2 separate regions of the Ovis aries genome follow, and region 2 is linked to region 1. The links are chromatin contacts, called in public Hi-C maps. All regions are on one chromosome and are shown on one strand. Each heading gives the region's core, a stretch centred on a gene start, on an enhancer-like site or on the middle of the called end of the contact. The rest is flanking DNA. Distances are from core to core; before and after follow the strand shown.

The links. A called contact is a pair of places that touch in the nucleus more often than the background predicts.
Region 2: a Hi-C map of omental adipose tissue shows a contact between it and region 1, with 2.6 times the contacts expected there. The contact joins the promoter of ANO6 here to the promoter of ARID2 in region 1. A contact is called at or near these places in 2 of 16 Hi-C or Micro-C datasets (omental adipose tissue and skin fibroblasts).

What each region holds. Positions count from the first base shown.
Region 1 is chr3:140,791,952-140,796,358 of ARS-UI_Ramb_v3.0, forward strand. ARID2 (AT-rich interaction domain 2) reads right to left here and starts at 2,154. Exons shown (of 21, transcript XM_004006425.6): 1 at 1,536-2,154; 2 at 1,328-1,421; 3 at 163-260. The coding sequence starts at 1,627.
Region 2 is chr3:141,383,686-141,388,092 of ARS-UI_Ramb_v3.0, forward strand. ANO6 (anoctamin 6) reads right to left here and starts at 1,816. Exons shown (of 20, transcript XM_042246830.2): 1 at 1,577-1,816. The coding sequence starts at 1,649. LOC132659442 (a long non-coding RNA gene) reads left to right here and starts at 1,931. Exons shown (of 2, transcript XR_009599919.1): 1 at 1,931-2,819.

The DNA.
Region 1 (4,407 bases), core at 904-3,403:
GTGGATATTTAATGTTTCTCAGACTGAAATTAGCAGAAGTTTAGAAACTGATGTGCAAGGTTTGTTTCTTGCTTGGGGCTTTTCTTTTTTCTTTTTGCTAAAGCAAATCTCCCCATAAATCCCTTATTTCCCAACACTGTTGTTAGAGTCACTACTACTCACCGCAAGTAATACTGTTTTAAAGCAAAGGCAGCGTTAGAACAACTTCTGGGAAAGTTGAACTCTTCCACAATTTCTCCCCACTGATTCTTCTCAGAAACCTGTTAAAAACACAGCCACACTTGTCTGAAAGTGCACAATCCAAGAAAACTCAAACCTAACTCTGAATAAATACCCATTCTACAGAGATCTGCAGATCCCTCAGGAATCGGTGGGTGATTCGGCTCGATCCGTAAGAGTAGCTAAGCAAGGGCTGCTTGAATCACTGTGTTTTCACCCGAGAGCCCTGTATTTAATAGCACTTGTTTTGTTTTGGGGGGCGGAAGGGGGGATGTTGGTGGGTTTGTTTTGTTTTTGAAGCCCGGACAATAACCAATCGCAAGTCCCTCTGTCGCCCCCTTTTAAATCTCAACGCGGTCCGTTTACACTAAAAAAAAAAAAGTTCAAAAGGATCAATACTGTTCCGGACAGCGACGTCCGCAGGTTCTGGGGGGGCCCGGGCCGGGGCCGATTCCGATCCCTCTCCCAGATCTATCCATCTCCATAGGCCCTTCTTTGAGGCCTACAGCTTCTGCCTAGCCTTGAAGCCTAAGATGGCTATTTGGAGACAGGTCCTGGTTTCTTTTGTTAGCTGTATAAACCGAGGGCGACGGGGCCGAGGCTGTGCCCCCGGCTGCCGGGATCATTTCGCAGCCGATTATCGATGTTAAACCTGCCCGCGCTAATTTTGAGTTGCACGAAAACTGCTCTCAGAGTCTGTGTGTCTCTGTGTCTCCGCCTGTGCTAGAGCGGCAGCGGCGGCAGAGCTGACTCGCGAGCGAGCGGGCGGGCGGGCGCGGGGCGGGCGCGGGGCTCGGGCGGGCGCCCCGCACGCCCGCACTCCCCGCCGCGGCGCTCAGACCCCGCCGGGCCGGCCGGGCACCGGGCAGGGCGCGAGCCGGCGCCGGGCCGCCCGCCCGCCGAGCCCCGCGCCCGCCGCGCGCACGCGAGCCACCAGGCCAAAAACAGCCCCGCCGCCGTCCGCCTCCGTGCCACCGGCTGGGAGCGAAAAGAACGCCTCTGGCCCCCGCAGGCCACCCCCCCGGCCCCGAGCGCCCACTCCGGGGTCAAAGGAGACTTTTTGGAGGAGGCCAGCGAGAGGGAAATACAAATTAAAACTTCCACTCACCTTCGCGAATCCGCCTAAAGTAGTGACTCTGGTGTAGAGACCGTGAAGATCCAGCTCCTTCCCACCCACCGCAGGGATTTTTTTAAAAGGCGACCTGCGGGAGAGAGAAAGCCCCGCACTTGTCAGCCGGGACCCCGCGGCGGCCCGAGCGGGAGAGCCCCGTTCGCCCCGGCTCGCCCCGGCGCTGCCCCCCCGGTTCTGCTCTCACCCTCTGCTGTGGTGGAACTGCCGCAGCTCGTCCAGGAAAGCGAGTCCCTTTCTCCGCTCGTCCGGAGGCGCCTTCCCCGTCGAGTTTGCCATTATTTTTTCAAAGGAGGTTTTAAAAAAACCCAGATCGGTGTTTTAAAAGCGCCCCCCGCTCCCAGCGCTTCCTACCAGAGCCCAGAGCCCATTCCTCGGCCGGCGGCGGCGGGGCTCAGTCATGGGCCGGCGGTGGCGGCGGCGGCGGCGGCGGCGGCGGCGGCGCAGGGAGGGAGGGAGGGAGGGGGAGGAGGAGGAGGAGGAGGGGAAGGAGGGAGCAGGAGGCCAGGGGGAGAGGAGGGAAGGAGGGAGGGGAATTTCTAAAAAAGTTTAAAGAAATCGGAGCGAAACTAGAGGGGCAGGCGACTGCCGGATCCGCGCGAAGCCGCGGGGCGAGCGCGGCCCCCACCCCTTCCTTCCCTCCCTCCCGCGGCCCGGCTCTCGCCCGCCTCTCAGCGCCGCCGGCTCAGGCGGCTCGGCCCGGGGACGCGATTCAACATGGTGCTGCTGCCGGGGGCGCGCGAGCGGGCGAGGGGAAAGGCGAGCCGACGGTGAGGGGCCGGGGTGGCCGGAGGCCCGGGAGTTTCGGCGGCCGCGGCGGCGGCGGCGGCGGCGGGGCTGGGGCAGGCGGGGCTGGGGGTGGGGAGGGGGAGGTCTGTGTGGTGGTTTGTGGAAAGCGGGGTGACAGCGTGTATTCCGGCCGCAGCTCCGCGGGGCCCTCGCACACATTCACGCGCGGCCTCGCGGCCGGGGCGTCCCCGGGCAGAAGGCACCGGCGGCAGCCGAGCCGCTGCGCGCCGCCCGCCCGCTTCCCTCCCCGCCAGCCTCCCTCTCTGCCGCCTCCAGCGTCGCCGCCACGGCCGGGCAGCCAGAGCCGCACAGCGACCCCCGAGGGCCGGCCGCGGCACTGCGCCTGACTCCACACCGCCCCGGCAGCTCCTCGCGGGGAACAATAGACTCGGCTCGCCGGGCTTAGGGTTCATCTGCAATGTGCCGCACATTTCACACGCACACAAAGCCGGCGGAAAGGGGGGAGGCGCGGGGAAACGGCCACTACCGGTTGTTCCAGGGTTAGGGGTGGAGGCGATGTTCGCGTCCCCGGCCCGGCAGTTGGAAGGGCTGCCTTGGAGTCCCCGCCTGTCCGACAGAACTGGTGTAGAGCTCGGGAGGGAAAGGAAGCCCAGAGGGGAAGCTCCTCACGCTAGCTTCATTCACTGATAGGAATAAAGTCAACCTGTCACCTTTTTTTTTATAAGGTCTAAAAGAATCGGCTTTTCTGAGCTTTGTGGCGATAGTAAGGGGGGGCCTGGTTAGCACATTTTCCATGACTTACCCACAAACTAACTTTAGCAAACTGTAAATTAAATACAATGTGAACTGTCTGTCCTAGTTCTGTGGAAATGGAATCATGCTCTTAATTCATCTTGACTTTTGTTGGTTTCATTTCTCAAACTAGATTATTCTGTGCAGTTATGCAAACAGTAATTAAACTGATTGGGAAGCAATCTTTTGAACTTGGGCGATAATAATTAACGTTTATATTTTTATATTAAGGTCTGTTATAGTTTGCTTAAAACATATTGAATAAAATCTTATGTTTTTGCTTTTTCTCAAATGTCTTAATACGATCCCGGTTTAAAATATTTTTGAAGCTCAAAATAAGAGGCTGTTCAAATGGGAGACGTAACATCTCAACAAATACTACCACAAGTTTATATCTACAAGGGGTGTTGGGGTCAGCCGTTTGCTGCAAATGTTAATTAAGCTTCAAGAATTGTGAAGCATATTATTATTCCCATTTCCGCGATGGCCACTACAGGCAAAGTCACCGACACCCAAGGTCACATTCTAGTAAAGGGTTGGATGGGTTATCTCAGGTAGTGATTCCAATGAGAACATTTATTTGGTAGTGAAAAGAATTATGTAATATAGTCCAGCCACGCTTCCGGTGCTCACTCTAGGAAACGGATTATTTCTCAAGTAAAGTTTGCCTCTTAAACGGGGTTGGAATAAGGCTATGGCTAGGCAGTTCCTGACACCCAAGGGCCAGTAAGTGTCTCGGAAGCCAGTGAGGGGCGGAGACGAGGCCGGGGGAGTGGAGCAGCGAAGCCCAGGCTGGAGGCGAGGGGGGGCGGGGCAGAAGGGAGACCAGGTCATCCGTCCCTTCCCCCACCAGTCCTCTTAGGGGTGGTGGAGATATGGGCCGCAGAGCTGCGAGTCCCGAGCTGTGCGGATTCCCTAAACGCCGCACTTGCGCACAGCCCCTTACGTAACTGTCAGCGCCGGGGATTCCCTAGAGGGGGTCATTCTATTCAACCATTACACACACCCGGGGCTCCTGCCGCCGCGCCGCCGCCTCACAAAATGGCGGCGCCCATAGAGGAGACAGCGGCCGCCTCCTCGGCCCCATTTTGTGGGAGGCGAGAGATCTGTCAACATGGAATACCTCCGCTAAGGATACATCTGAGTTTGGAAATCCTGCTTAAGGGATGGAGCCGAGAGGATCTGCTTCGACGGAAAATGTCAGCGACTTCTAGCACCTCCACGCTTTTTCACTTTTTTCATTTTCTCTAAGGAAGCGCCCGAAGCTGCCGGGGTACTTGTAACTGAAGAGAGAAGGGAAAGCTGCAGCTGACTGCTCCGGGAACTTGCCGCGGCGTCTTGTGGCTTTGGTTGCTCTTCCCCGCTCCCGGGAGCTGACCGCGGTCTCGCGGAGGGTCGCCTGGGGCCCCCGGACGGCTCAGAAAGGACTGGGACCCGGCGACGCCAAGTGGCAGCGGCCTCCGCCGAGTCACTTCAACAGCGAGACTTTTCAGTAGTTTTTAAATGCCAGAGTCCGC
Region 2 (4,407 bases), core at 566-3,065, 590 kb after region 1:
GAGAAACAAGGAAATCCTGTCATTTGCAACAACACAGATGGAACTTGAAGGCATTATGCTAAGTGAAATAAGACAGAAAGAGAAATACTGTGTAACTTACATGTGAAATATTTTTAAAAGGTGAACTCACAGAAACACTAAAATGAGGGGGTGAGTGGGGAGATATTAGTCAAGGGTACACTTCCAATTATAAAATGAGTAAGTTCCAGGTATCTAAGCATAGTGCTTAGAGTTAATAACACTGTATCTTTTGAGGTTAGATCTTAAATGTTCTCACCACACACAAAAAAAGACATGGTAATTAAGTGACATGCTGGAGGGGTTAGCTGTCTGGTGGTGATCATTTTGCAATATATAAATTGTCAAACATGTTTTACGTTAAACTTACACTGTTAAATGTCAATTATATCTCAAGAGAGTTGAAAACAACAGAAAAATAAATACATGAGCAGTACCCAAATGTGAACGAAAAACCACACCTAACTCCTAAAGTTACTACTAAAGTTATTACAGAAGAATATATTAGAATATGTTAGAGAAGAGTGTTAGTACGTAAGCAGGAACTGTTACGTTATTGAAACTGATTTGGCGTCCAGGAAACTGAGTCGGAGTCGGCCTGGTAATTTAATTGCCAGTCTTCCGGATGCGCTCTATCTGTCTTCATTAGCTGACAGTGCTCTCTTTAGGGACCTTTCTCTCCACTCCTCCAACTGCTATCCCCTTCCTCACTTCCTCCCACCCCTTTCGGTTAACTCTTAAACAGCTCTCCCTCTCCGTGCACCACTTCTACAGAATTTTTAACCAGAAATAGAGCACGCAGGGCTTCCCCTTGAGCTCCGGGGACCCCTGGACGAGTAGGAAATGCCCAGCGGTCCACCCTGCCTCAGGGCTTCCTCCACTGCATCACTTCCCCCGCCCGCGCCGCGGAAAAAGGATCCCGGCCCACGCCCAGCGGACTCAAATCAGTCCCGGGCCGCCCCACCCAGCCCCACCCAGCCCCAGCCCACCGTACGAGGGCCGCGCGTCTGCTTTCACCTAGAGGTGGCTTCAGGCGAGTCACACCCCTTCTCTCCTTACCAGGGCGCGCTCCTTGAACCCCGCCCTCGGGCTCGCAGCCCGCGCTGGCTCCCCGGAATCCCCAGCTCCAATTCCAGCCGGAGAAAATAACCCAAAGTTGTTGTCCAAAGTCAAGACTTCCTGCGAGCGGGGGCTTCCCCGAATCTACGATGCCCGATCAGGGCCCTCGTCCCTCGCCCGTCCCGACACTGACCCGCGCCTCCCCGGCCTTCCCCGGGGCCACCCGCTCGCCCGCCCGCCGCGAGCTGAGCCGGGAGACGGCAGGTCAGCGGCTGGAAGCGACCGCATTGCGGCCGCCGGCGGGCGGCGCGGGCTTCCTTCTCCCGGTTCCTCTGCCCGCGACCTGCCGCGGGTCCCAACAACCTCCCTCGCCGAGAAGGGTGCGGCGCCCACGCGCAGTCCCCGAGTCCTTCCTGCGTGGGCTGAGGATTTCGGGGCCGGGCGCCCGGCCCCGCGCCACACCGCTCCCCGCCCCGGCCCCCGGAAACCCCTCGCTCACCGATATCCCCGTCTTCTTCGTCGTCCTCCTCCAGCTCCATTTCTAGCAGAACGTCCCTGGTCATCATGGGCATGTCTCCCCCCGCAGCTCGGAACTTGGCGCAAAGTTGGGGGCTCCTTGGAGTCCGGAACTTCGGCTCTCTGACGGGGCGGGCGCCCGGGCAGGGACGGCAAGGCGCGTCTCACTCCGGGCTCAGGGGCCGCTGTGCTCAGCCCGCGCTCGGTGAATCAGGACCCGAGTGGTGCGTCCAAGACAACCTCTGGCCGCCGGAGCCGGGCCGGGCCACTGAGCATGCCCAGTGAGCGCCGGGGCTCGCTGCGGAGTGATTGAACTGCCGCGGGTTTATGAGCTCCCAGAAGGAAGTCAGGCGAAGAGAGAAGGGAGTCGCTGGTATTCGCGCTGTGCCCGCCAGTGAACTCGCCGAAGGGGGGAGGCGAGAGCGTCAACTCCGAACGAGGTAGCTCTGTTTCAGGTTCATATATGGGCACGTCCTGGGCTCGCTTTCTTTGATATCTGCTACGCGAGAAGGGAGAGACGCTGCTGCAGCCCCCAGGAAAGACCCTTTAGGCGAGCAAGTCTGGATGGTGTTTAAAAGGGAAGTGGAGCCCATGGCGGATCTTAAAGTATCAATTACTCTGACTCCAAGTGGGGAAACATGTATTCTGTTGGAGAATGGGGAGGTGGCAATTACAGAGAAGAGGCCAAACTCGTAGATGAGAAACAACAGAAGAAAACAAGACCAAGAGAGCGAGATCCAAAGACACGTTCACAAGAGGCAGGATTTCCGCATCAAGTGAGGTTAGGTTAGGGAAGGGAGAAGCGCCCCCTACTCCCGCCCGGAGGGGCGCATGCAGGGAGTGGTCGGAAGATGATTGCCAAGAGATCGTCTTGAAAGCTTCATCCTCCGTGTCACAAGGGCAAAGGAAGCGAAGACCTCCATTATGGTTAGGTGTGAATTCTACTCTGGAGCAATGGTTAGGTGTGAATTGAACTCTTGAGCAGTGTGAAAAACCATCATAACCAGAGGAAACGAGGTACTGAAATAAAGTTGAGGCAGAGAGTATAAGAATGCATTCCTGGTGACCAGAGGGAGCAGTAAGACAAATACAAAGGGATTTCTGCTTTCAGACAGATGGGGTAACTTGAACTGCGGGTTCCTGGGGTTGTACATCAGCAGAACTTTTTTCCAGAGAAGCTGGTGTGTTCCCATGGATCCATTGTGATGTCTCCAAAGGGCTAGAAGGTACATTTGAAACCCTTGTTATATTCATTGTTTCCCTGAAACTTATTGAAACTTTTTGTATTTTTCCAATCAAGTCCAAAAGTGTTATGATAATGAGAATGACTGTTCAGATGACAGAAGTGCCTTTTATTTTCCTATATACTTATTTCTCATGTTTTCTTATGAAAGAAATAAAGCATTGAAATCAACTGTCAGTGGGAGTGGGAAAACAGCTATGAATATGCATTATAAGACAGGAGGAAGTTACTTTTAAGGAAATATCCAGGAAACATATTTGCTTCTTAAGGAAACTTTTAGTGGAAAATTAGTTTTAATATAAAGAGAAACCAATACAGCATTTTAAAGATAGGAGGCTGAAGAAAAAAAATGAGGAGAAAAGATTATTTTCTTTTAGTAAACTTTGCCCCTAATGCTTATAATATTGTTCCTACTAAAATAGAAATTCCAGAAGTATTTTGGTTACATGTGAATGTGATTAACATTCACAGTTTTCATTTAAAAAATGCATATGGTAGTTTTTATGTGCTAGGCACAGTTCTCAATGTTCTGCTGTGCTTGCTTGCTTGCTCAGCTGTATCTGACTCTGCGATCAGATGGACTGTAGACCCCTGGCCTCCTCCGTCCATGGAATTCTCTAGGCAAGAATACTAGGGTGGGTTGCCATTTTCTACTCCAAAGGATCTTCCTCACCTAGGAATCAAACCCAGTCTCTTGCATCTCCTGTATTGGGAGGCAGATTTGTTACTCCTGTGGCACCTAGGAATCGCTCTAAATGTTTTACCTTCAGTTATTTACTCTTCATAATAACCCTAGGATTCACCACTCCTTCACTCAAGCACAGAGCCATTAGCTTGTCCAAAATCACACAGGGATTAAGTGGTTGAGCTGGGAGTCAACAAGCAGTTTATTCCAGAATCTGTGTTCTTAAGTCACTTTGTAAACCCCTACAGAGATATTTTTAAGCCATTTTTTAAAATCACTTTTTTTCCCACCAATTTTTTTAAAAATATTTAGCTATTTATTTCTTTGGATGCATCAGGTCTTAGTTGCAACATGCAGTATCTTTAGCTGCTCCATGTGAACTCCTAGTTATGGCATGTAATATCTAGTTCCTTGACCATGAATCGAACCTGGGCCCCCAGCACTGGCAACATGGACCATGAATCAAACCTGGGCCCCTTGCATTGGGAGCATGGAGTCTTAGCCACTGGACTACCAGGGAAGTCCCTCCCCACCAATTCTAAACCTTTAAAATTCTCATCAACTCCCTGCTATCATTCTTTCACCAAATAGTCTAGTTCTTTGGGCCTAGGATTTTGTTCAGTATTAATCAGTAGTTAGAAAACTCTTGTGATTGATTTTCCATCAGGTTTCACTGAGTCATTTGAAACTCTCCACAGATTTAAAGTTTACATTTTTCTTGCCTGATAAATGTTGCAGAGACATTGCTAGACTTATATATAAAGGTGACTATTGCTAGAAGGGAAATGAATTATTTACTTTGGTTAGCTGTAAATTTATTATTAGTAGTCAGTTATTTCATTTAATCCATTTTATTTCCTACAGCTTCTTTCATGCATTGTTTTTT